Linked DNA regions of Mus musculus: region 2 is linked to region 1. The links are chromatin contacts, called in public targeted proximity ligation maps. All regions are on one chromosome and are shown on one strand. The core of a region is the stretch at or near the end of the contact, and the rest is flanking DNA. Distances in the headings are between cores, read along the strand shown. Region 1 overlaps Prkg1 (protein kinase, cGMP-dependent, type I). Region 2 overlaps Prkg1 (protein kinase, cGMP-dependent, type I).

Region 1 (5,748 bases), core at 2,643-5,142:
GTTTATTTACACCACACCTTCCTTATTGGCAATGCCTCATCAGAAGCTCTGGCATATTTGATGCTCCTTTAAATAATTTAAATGTGATGATGTAAAAACTAACACTTCAATACTAATCTACCTAAGCCAGGTGACTATACATGATATAATTGCATTGCCGTACAGAAGAAAAAAAAAGTGTATATTTTCTCAATGCTGGCACAAATTATGCTCTTAAGCTATTATGAATTTGACCTAGTGCATTATTTGATTAAGTCTATTTTAGAGGAGTTTGTGGGCAAAAGGATCCATGATTCCCCTGAAAACGGACTGGTTTGATATCTTCCTAAAATTGGTATGTGAGGTGTCAGGACAGGTTGGGAAGAAAGATCACTCCATTTAAAAATCATCGTACCACCTCTGTTATAGTGCCTACGTGGTCTTAAGGCTGCTAGGTTACTAATAGAACTGGTGCCATCAAAGCCTAGAAACCATAGTTTCACATAACTGTATACACATGTCCAGTAGTGATGTGTGTGTGCCTAAATACCTTATACTCGAGAACATGTCACTGATCTCAAAGAAGTTCTGTGGTAAGACGTTGCAGGTTTGACCTTGGCTCCATCATTTATCATCACAGATGGTTTGAAAGTTTGTGTAGAGTCACTGACCTTGCTTTCCTCCACCTAGAAATGGAGAGAACAACCATTTAAATAATTATGGTTGCTGTGAGTATCGAGTTTATATAACAGATCTGTGGAAGTCGGTGAATAATGTTAGCAGCTATTGGCAAAATTACGAGAAGCATCTTTCCTTTCATTTTTAAGAAAACAGTCCATTGAAAGAATCCTTCAATGACAGGCAAAAATATGCTACATTGAACTACACATGTGTTCTGACCTCATGGGATTAAAATACTAATACGTGTTCTCAATACTGCTGTGCATTGTCCTGGCTATCTGCTTAGAGGTTGCTGGCAAAGGCAGGATCAGAATATCCAAGTGTTGTGGAGTTATAAAATAATACCGACATGTGATATAAAAATGGGCTTGAGAGAAAGAGAGGAGGGGTGGTTCCTCTGGGGGTGTCGTTCACTTTAGGAGAAATTTAAAGACATCTATGACAAGGATTAGAATTTTTTTTCCAAGTGAGAGAGTAGCATAGAGTCATTTATGACTGTCATATTTGAACACACAAAATTAATTTTTTTTCAGAAAGTCAATTTGCTTTATGGATGGCCTCTGTTTCTTTTCTTTTGTACCTTCCTAGGTGAAGTATATTCTTCTAAACTTTTCTGACAGCCCTTCCAACTGGAAGTCCTCAGCTATGTCAGAAATCATTATTTCAGCTACAACTGTGCTATGTGATATTATGCATTTAGGTTGAGACTTTCCATCAATGGGAAAGCTAAAATATTAAAGTGATTTAAGGATCATTCTTGGGGAATACTCAAGAGGAATCACATTTGAAGAATAAGTGGCTTTCTGTTCTTTACAGACTACACTGGAGGGATCTACCACACAGAGAATGGTGCCCCTTGGGTCTCCTAGGTCTGGCCAGTGAGTTGGAGTCAGGGAATTAGAAAGTTTTTAATGCTAAAGGGCACCCTCCACCTCCTCAAGGCAACTGTTTACACGTGAAAAAGAGGAGCCTTACCATGAGCTAGAGTAAGAATTCCCGTTTTTGGCTGAAAAGTTGACTCAGCAGGTGAGAGCATTGACTGCCCTTCCAAAGGTCCTGAGTTCAAATCCCAGCAACCGAATGGTGGCTCAGAACCACCTGTAATGAGATCTTATGCCCTCTTCTGGTGTGTCTGAAGTCAGCTACAGTGTACTTATGTATAATAGTAAATAAAATCTTTGGACAAGAGCCATCAGAGCTGACCAGAGTGAGCAAGGCTGATCAGAGTGAGTGGGGTTGACCAGAGTGAGCAGAGGTCCTAAAATTCAATTCCCAGCAACCACATGAAGGTTCACAACCATCTGTACAGCTACAGTGTACTCATATACATTAAATAAATAAATAAATCTTTAAAAAAAAGAATTCTCGTTTCATGGAAGACTTCTGCAACATCACAATCAGCTATGATTGTATTAGAAATGGAGTTGGTGGGCTACTGTTCCTAAAGTATACGGAAACTCAGGTCTGGGACCAGTTGACTATATTTTACTTTGCCTCCCCAATGACTCCTATGAGGAATATAACTTAGGAAAATGTGCACTGTGTTTTAATGATTGCAATGCCTAACTAACAGGGTGTGTTCTTACACGATGTACTAAGCCTCTTTCTATCAGAGTCCTTCTCTTTATGATTGGAGTGAGCAAGAATCTACTGTGAATCTGTGTCCCCATGCAACAAGCCAATGAGAAATTATTCAAACTATAACTGGAAACATACCTTTATCTGGCCTGACAATAGGAAGGTGAAGATAGTACTCTTTCAGAGTATAGGTAATTGTCTCACTTCTTATGTGCACCCATAACATACCCAATCTCATCTGATAGTAGTCTCAAAACTGATTCTCCTAGAGCCTCTGAAAGCCATTCTCTCACTCATGCCTCATAGTTTGTAGAAACACTCTCCTGGCTTGATTAAAACAAGTTATTCCTATGCATCTTTACCTGTCCTACTGATAAACAATTTCAAAGAATGTCAAACATCCTTGAAAAAATATTCCCCTGCCCAGAAGATACCCAGTACATCCTTAACTACTCTGTAATTTAATGCATATTGCTTTGAATTCTTGATGAATATTTTGAAATGCTAAGAATGGAAGAAATAAGAATTAATACATATTGTATTTAATCACTAAAAGCGGATTGCTATTATTGAACTCTGAATAATATGTAAATTGTCCCTTTGATTGGCTTAAATTGGTTTACTTTGATTCATTATAATTCTCTCATAAAATTATTGTAATTGTCCCTTTGCAAACAAATCGGGTACATGTTTTTAATCAGCGAATGCCTGACGATTCAACGAGAGTTCCTGCTAGGAACCGAGGCTGCTCTACTATCAAGCTAATACAGCTTACACAGAGAACACTTCTGCAAGCTGGACCTAATTTTGGCCCCATAAAAAATCTGTCTCTAATCTTTGCCCAGGTAACATTCTCTGTCAATAGACAGATTGCTGTCCAAGCTGAACTGGATAGAAGCCTTTCTGTGTATGCCCAATGAACACTGAACCAGCATGCGTACCTGTGTCAGTTTTAGAATAGATAGAAACTCTTTCTGTGGAAGCGCCTTGACAGTTGCCAGTGGTTTGGGATCAACATGAGCCTGGGCTGTCAGTCACTGCTTTAGCATTTTAGATTTTCTTTCTCTTGAATAGAGAAAGACAAGAAGCACTTAGCAGCTTACCATAATATTAGGCAGTAGGACAGAGTGCAGTCACACTCTTATGTAAATTTCTAAATGCTTCCAAAAGAGAAATAGGACCGTGATTTTTGGTCAGTTCTAGTACCAGACATTTAAAAAACAAAAACAAACAAACAATAAAACCTGTTGAGTTTAAATTTGGGGGTGGGAGAGATTTTGATTCAGACCTGAAGTCAATGCCAAAAATTACTATCTCTGATTTGACTTGTTTGGGTGGCTTCTGTCTGAGGTCAGGAACAATAGCAAGATTTACATCTTGGTTTTAGTAGAAGGATTTTATTTTTTTAACCACCAAAGGTGAAAAAAGACACAGTTGTAAACATTACCAAGTTCTACTTAGGCTTGGATGTTATAGCTAATTTCAGAATTCCTGAGGGATATTTACATGATTGCTATGGTCTTTTTGTTAGTGTTTTACAAGCTGGTATGCTGCAAGCAATGCTTTAAAAGCAGTCTCCTCAGTGGAAAGGAAATTACAAAGGAGAAGAAGCCACATACATCTCTAAACAAGGGCAGCAACGGTGACATTCAGCATTCAACCAAATTTCAACACACACATCCAGTTGGTTTACGGTTTCAGACCCACTGTGTCTTTTACAAATTTACTGTTTAGTTTTTACAGAGCACGTGATAATCTTAACCTCAATTTCCTGAACTGTGAAAATATCTCACCACTATGGTAGAATATCCTTTCTCTGGAAAGAGCCCTTCCCTGCGTCTTGCTCTCTTGTAGCTGAAAGGGAGGCTGCTTTTGAGGGATGCAGTGGAAACCAGCTGCTTTTAAACGTGAAGGAAGCCGTAGCGAGGGAACTGTGATGGGCGATTTGCTGAGACTTGTATTATTTTCACTTTTAACAAGAAACCGGAATACTTTCTCATTAAGTTATGAGATCAGTTTCATAAGACTGAGCTCACCAATCTCACCAAAGTCTGATCTCAGCCACAAAAATTCAGAAGTTAATCAGGATCAAATCTGTTATTATTTTGATATGATTTGAAAACGATTTCAACCTGCAATGACATAGCTGGCAAATTTTATATTCATTTAAAGTTATAATTGTTTTTTTTTTCCTCTTTTGCAGGGTAGTGTGAATAGAGTACATAGTTGTCACATGTGAAATTATTTTTACACATAAGATGTTGCTGCAGAGGGAAGGACACAGCAGATTCCTAAACAGAAAGCCCTTTTGTCAGCTGGCCATTCATGAAGTCAGATCTGCTTTATCTGAAAGAAGAATGCAGAGCCCATAATAGGGTGCAATTCTCATAGTTGATAAAATGAGGGACTTCATCAAAGTCTGCCTTCACTGAGATGTTCACTGTGAGAGCTTTGCACCATCCTGTCCTCTTTCCTGCCTCTCCCAGGGGAGACACACTATGGGAACCACAGACTCTCCTTCAAGTCTCCTTTTACCCTAATATGGAATTCCTTTCTGAAAGGAAAAGTATTGGCTCCAGAACACCAAGACCCAGTGAGTTTTCAGCATGAAGGAGATTCCCCTGCCCCTGAGGGACAGAGTGCAGGGAATGAGAGACAAAGACAGGCAGCAGAGGATGAAGGAGAAGGGGAAGGGAACAAGGGAGAGGGGAAAGACATGGACAAAGCACTTCCTCTGCTTAGAGAGGAGACAGATGTGACATATAGGAAAATGGTGGTTTATAAAGCTAAAGGGGAAACCCCGTGTCAGGATGAGGTGTTTAATTTTAATTGGGCGTATTAATTAGGTGAGCCAAATGGGGGGAGGGGTGTGCCGGGCTTCAACACTTTGATAACTGAACCTTGATAGTCAGCCTCAGGAGGAGGAAGTGGCCAAGTGAGGGAATAGACTTGAGTGGCTAGCTTTAGGAATGTAATCTAGTGGTCTTTAGCAAGGCAGAGGGCATCAGGGAGAAGGGCAAGACCTGGCAGCGCCATACTTGCTTACCTCACTGGACCTGGTGCGAGGCCTGTCACCTTCCACAGTAGACCTACTTTTAACCATCTGTGCTTGACTTTTTTCTTAGTTGCTATCTTCTACTGCATCCAGGCTAACAGTAAACACTCTCTTAATTCAGCCTTTATTTGTCAGGTGGAGAAATAAGAAAGAAAAATCAATCAAATAGGACCAAACCTTAGTGGCCACATAAAACTCTCTCAGAGTTTCACTCTGTTTAGACTCCATCCATAGGAGGATCTGTGAATCAGCTGTCTGTCTACCCCACCCCACCCCACCCCCATACACACACCTAACACTCTCTTAGCTAAGTTTTGCTCCCCCATAATAAAACTCTTCCTTTATGTTCCATACCTCGGGCATTTAAGAAATATTTCTATTACTGAAATTATTGGGATTATCTCAGCACTATTATCCCACTGTTAATTTTTGTTTTTAACTCTCTTGGTTTCTAA
Region 2 (5,658 bases), core at 1,203-3,702, 140 kb before region 1:
ATTTCAAATGGGCTTTCGGATGCATATTTTTCTCTTTATTTAAAAGTTTACATTTATTTATTTATTTATTTATTTATTTATTTATTTATTTAATGTGTGCCAGGGAGTGTACCTGCCATGACACATGTATGGAGATTCAAGGACAGTTTATGGGAGTTGGTTCTTTTGTTCTACCATGAGAGTCCTGGGTATTGAACTCAGGTCCTCAGGATTGGTGGCAATCACCTACCTTTACAGACTGAGCCACTATCTTACAGGACACCTTCACCACTACCACCACCATATCCTTCTTCTCTTCTTTCTCCTCCTCTCCCTCCTCCTCTGTCTTCTCATCCTCCTCCTTCTCCTCTCCCTTCTCCTTCCTCTTCCTCCTCCTCCTCCAGTCCCATTCAGTAGTCTAGTCACAGTGGCAAACAAATACCTCCAACAAAATCAAAGATTAATTTCCTTTTTAACATTTCCTCTTTTCTGTTAGATAGATAGATAAACAGACAGATAGTTTAAAATGAATTAGATTCAACTTAAAATGAATTCCTTGTTGATTAATATTCTACTTATATTTTTTAAGTGATTCTTTTATATTATGGTCAGTTCTTTAATATTCTAAAATAACTGAACAGACTTCGCTGCCTCCTTCCTTCCCTCCCTCCCCTCCCTCCCCTTCCTCCCCTCCCTCCCCTCCCTCCTCTCCTCCCTTCCTTCTTTCCTCTCTTTCCTCTTCTCTTCCTCCTTCTACATCTCCTTTCTCTTTCTCTCATCAACATTTTGTCTGGTACCTGCTGTATGCCATATATTTTTAAGATGCTGTGCTTCTTGCATTTGTGAAAAACTATCTTATAGGTGTTAATTTCTTTGGTGTTTAACTACCGTAATTGTGTGAGGATTTATGGTTACATCTGAAAGTTTAGACATTTTCCTTTGATTTATTATATTAATTTCTTTTTTATTTTAATTTTATTAGATATTTTCCTTATTTACATTTCAAATGTTATCCCCTTTCCTAGTTTCCCCTCCGAAAATCCCCTATCCCCTCCCCCTGCTCCCCAACTTTCTTAAGTATCCTGAAACTCAGATATTTTTTAATTTTTGCCCTTATAGATGGTGTTGAATTAAATTGCTCCAGTTTGGAAAGAAACAAAGACAAACAAACAAAACTTACACTCAAGCCTAAGACTATTGTAATCAAAGTTATACGCAAAAAAAAAAAAAAATAATAATAATAAAATACAGCCCTGCTGTCTGGTGCCTTTTGTAGCTATCTCAATGAGATCGATGGTGCCCTGTAATCAAGCCAGTTGACATGGTGGGAGAGGTTTGCCTTAGTTGTTACTGTTAGGTAAGTGATAGGTGCACTTCAGCAACAATATTTCCATTTACTAACTCAGAGGCTGATCTAATAGAGAGCCTGCTGCCTCCACCCCTTTCAGAAGTCACAGCAGGTAGGCCTAGCTTGAGGTTCATTAGAATCTGATAGGATGACAACAGACTGGGAAGCAGCTGTAAATGATTACAACCAGGCCTGAGCTAGTTTCAGCCTCTGCCAGGCCCAGTGTGGTTCCCAATACTTCCTGGATTCAAAAGAAAACATGCCAGCCTTATACCTGCTGATCAAGGGACATAGCCAGGGTGTGTGCTTCTCTGGCTTTGAAGTTTCAAAGGAAATGCTTACCATGTGGACTAGTCTTGCATCCCTAAGCCAACGGAAAATGTCACTTCAGCTGGATGTGTTTGTGGGTAGTGATTCAATGGATGATTCTCAATTTACTTCAACCTTCGAGATAAATCCTCCTTTTAAAGGTAATGAGGATGGGAAAGAAAGCTGGGAATCATCTTGGCTAGGCTCTTTGTTTATTAATGAATGAAAGGCTGAGGAGCCAGAGCCGCACAGCTATGTGAGGTGTGTTGCTGAGCCCCACACTAGACTCCAGGGACGTGCAGGTGAATAACAATAAGCTCTGTTCTCTGCACAGTGGTACAATGTGTGGACTATCATTGACTGTCCTTATGAAGCTAATCAATTTGAAAGATGAAAGGTCATTAGGAACCATAGTGACAGACATTCAGATGGATAGAGGAATAGACATGAGAGTATGTGTCGAATATTATACAAGGGAGTTGATTTAATTAGCTTAAAAAAACATAGAGATCTGATTACCAATTAAATAGACAAAATAGAGGTGAGGTCGCAAATCCATTTCCATTCCTAAAAGACAAATATGCCGGTATGAATGCCCATGCAAATAAGAAAGGCGTCATATGTGTGTGTGTGTATTATCTACCTTAATCATCCTCTGTCAGGAGATTTATTTTGTATTTTCTTATTCTAAGTAAGTATTAAAATGCAAGGTGGAAAACAGGCGGCAGACAAGAGTGAAGAAGCCTCTAGAAGGTCAGCCCCTGAGCTCCTTCTTCCCCTGTTCTCTATTTCCTGTTACTCTTACTAATCTCTTCCTGTCTTGCTTCAACTTGTGGTTGTTCTCTGGTTCGTTGGCCATGAGTGAAACCTCACTTGGCTCACGTGCATCTGTGTTCCTGTTTCATCGTTAGGCGCTATGGATTTCAAGATATTCTTGTGTGTTTCTCTATGGTTATTATAATATTATAACGAGGAATAAATGGATTTGTTGATCTATAATTTTTTCATAGGAAGTTAAGATGCAAAATAAAAGCAAATGGAAATGAGAGTTTGGGGGAGAGAGAGAGAGAGAGAGAGAGAGAGAGAGAGAGAGAGAGAATGTGAACATACAGCTATGTGTAATGTATCTATCTGAAAGGTAACCACATACCACATAGCCCACAGTCTTCCTCAGGAAATCCTGCTATTTGGGGAGATGTGGAGAACAGCAAAACCAAAAACTTGCCATTTAGTGTAAACAAAAATAAAATCATTCCAATTCTTCCAGACACACTGCTTAGAGTTGTTGCCACCACTGGTGTTCCCTCTGAGGTTGTCTTAAAGCAGAAATTGCCACATTATATACCATAGAGCCCTGTGGCTCAAACTACCACTCCACTATAATGCAAAACCCTGCACCCAACGGCAGCGTGAAACCGGAAGGGCACCAGTAGCAAATGCTAAATTCTCTTCTAGGTGTTGAGTAAACACTTTGCTACCAAAAGTATGAGTCTCCCCGCCCTCCGCCCCCCCCCCCCCCCCCCGCCCCGAGCGTTATCAGTGCCACCTGTGAGACTTCCTATCTACCCCCAGACTTTCAGCCTCAAAAGTTTTCATTTTACAAAGATTCTGGGGTGATTGATATGCACATTAAATTTTAAAGAATGCTGTCATACAGGAGACTTAATCATTCCCTCCTTCCTGAGGAGCCGGAGTGAGCAGTGCGAAGAATGTCTCAGATACCAGGTGGGAAAGAGTTAGACAGGCATAAAGAGAAAACAGTAAATAGATGGTGAGTGAGTGGATTTATGAGTTGGTGGAGTCTGTGGAGGAGACTGAAGATGAGGAGAGTTCCATCGGTGGGTAGGCAGAGCCCAGTAGATGCAGAGACAGCCACTAAGGACACCTGCACCATAGGAGGGGTCAGTAAATTGAAAATGGATGCTGGAACTAAATTTGAATAGCCTTCCATTTCCCATGCACCCTTAAAGTGCTTAAATTCACACTTTTGTTCCCTACTTTTTTGAAACTTGTAGAAGATTCTCATTAACTGGGGCAATTTTTAGAGCATCTTCACTCCTGTCAGCCTGAAGAAATCCCCAAGAGTCCATCGTATCCCTAGATCCAGCAGCTCATTTTGATGCAAAAGTTTAGCTCCTTAGAAAGCTGAATATATTAATGGTGTCACTAATTCCTGATGAAAGTATTTTTAAAAGAGATACCGAGATTTCTAGGATAGAGAGTGAGGAACTTAACAAGTGCTCTATTCCAAAGTCTGTCATGGTTGGCAGGAGCCCAGATATTTGGCTGAACTACCACATTGAGAATCTGGAAATTGCCTAACGGTAGATGACAGTTTGAGAGGCTTTTATTAAAAGTACTGACCCTTCAGTTGCAGCAGCAGGACCCTGTAGCATGTATCCCTGTGTTGGTCTCATCTTTTCCAGATACTATAAGGGGATTAATTCCATGGGGACACAGCATACCATGAAAGCCAGGATCTAGTTGCTAGAGAGGCCTGATTTGATTTGAAAAACGAAGTGCAAAACTCCCTTTGCCTCAGAACATTTTCAGACAGAACATCAATCTTGGTGACAAACAAAGCTAACACTGCAGCTATCTTGGCATTGTGGTCCTGGCTACAACGACCAAAGGAATGGCAGATTGGCCAAAATTACTAACAGGGAAATCTAGTGAGCAAGACAGCTCTAGGGTGTGCCTTGGGTAAAGTCTCATATATCCCTGTAGGACTAAAGTCTGTATACATATACAAATTTACACATATAGGTAGAAGCTATAGAGAGTCTCTGTTATCCATGCATCCTGGCTGAGCATGAATCTATATACCAAATGGAAAAGATACACAACAGCATCTAGAATATTTGTTAAGGTTGGGAGAAATGTAAACTGCCTGGACTTTGAATATGTTTCCTAGCCCTAAAGAGAGTCTCTGCAGAAGGTGCAAGCTTCATAGCCTATCATGTTTGGCTATAAATCCTGATCAATTACTTGACCATTAGACTATTCTTACATAGCAACAATGAGTAAAAAGGTAAATTGAATTTTGTAAAGACTAAATAGAACCATTTATATTTTAAGGAAGAAATCACTAAATTAACCAAAGAAAGCCACCAAAGAAATCATAGTCAACAACAGAACATACAAATGCAGTTTCTTCACTGAAAATCAGGACTGACTCTTGTTACATGATTTAACATTGCCACCCTTCATGGATCCAAAGAAAGGTCATGACACGTGTAAGGGAAAAAAATGTATGATCCACATGGAGGAGGAAAAGTTAAATGTTGATAGAACTCTTTCTAAGCATCCTCGATGTAAGTAAGACTTAACAAAAGAGTCTAAATAAAACAGTAGACCATCTGTGGTAGTGTAGGCATGGTATCTAACACTTGGGAGAGAAAGCTAGGCAAATGTTGAGTTTGAAGCCAGCCTAGCATGATGGCAAAACATAATCAAATAATTAAAAGAAAACAAATGTTAAAAGCACCACAATAAAGATGGCAGCAATAACTTGTCAAATATAAACTATAAAAGAAACGTGAAGTTATCAAAAGAAATAAGAATTACTGTATTTGAATTATATCATGATGTTTTCACTAAAAAATATCTCGGGAGTAGATTCAAGATGGCAGAAGGAAGAGTCGGTGAACATTAAAATAGATACAGATCACTCTTCCTGAAGAAGAGAATTAAAATGAAGATCAAATGAGTGGATCTTGAACACTTTCAGACTTCAGGGTACTTTGAAGCCTATACCAACTACTAAACAGAGTTGGGACCCCAGAAAAGAATGAGAAGAAAGAAGGGAGGTTAAAATTCCAATCATATAGTCAAATATAATAATTTTGATGTAATTAACTTAATTTACACATTTTCATTAGTCAGCTCTTTATTCCTATGGGGGAAAATACCTGAGAAAAGTATTCACAGGGAGGAAAGGCCTATTTGGACTCCCAGTTTCATGAGGGTACACCACACACACACACACACACACACACACACAGGGGGTGGGTCAGGAAAGG

Evidence for each region.
Region 2: a contact with region 1 is called in a targeted proximity ligation map of CD8 T cells, with 8 read pairs. A contact is called at or near these places in 7 of 484 Hi-C or Micro-C datasets (CD4 T cells, CD8 T cells, granulocyte-monocyte progenitors and 3 more) and 3 of 130 datasets of targeted methods (CD8 T cells, effector CD8 T cells and memory CD8 T cells).

What each region holds. Positions count from the first base shown.
Region 1 is chr19:31,197,990-31,203,737 of GRCm38.p6, reverse strand. The region is part of intron 3 of Prkg1 (protein kinase, cGMP-dependent, type I); the gene reads left to right. Among named protein-coding and RNA genes, the nearest start is that of 8430431K14Rik, 16 kb to the left of the region's middle.
Region 2 is chr19:31,334,840-31,340,497 of GRCm38.p6, reverse strand. All of the region lies in intron 2 of Prkg1 (protein kinase, cGMP-dependent, type I), which reads left to right. Among named protein-coding and RNA genes, the nearest start is that of 8430431K14Rik, 120 kb to the right of the region's middle.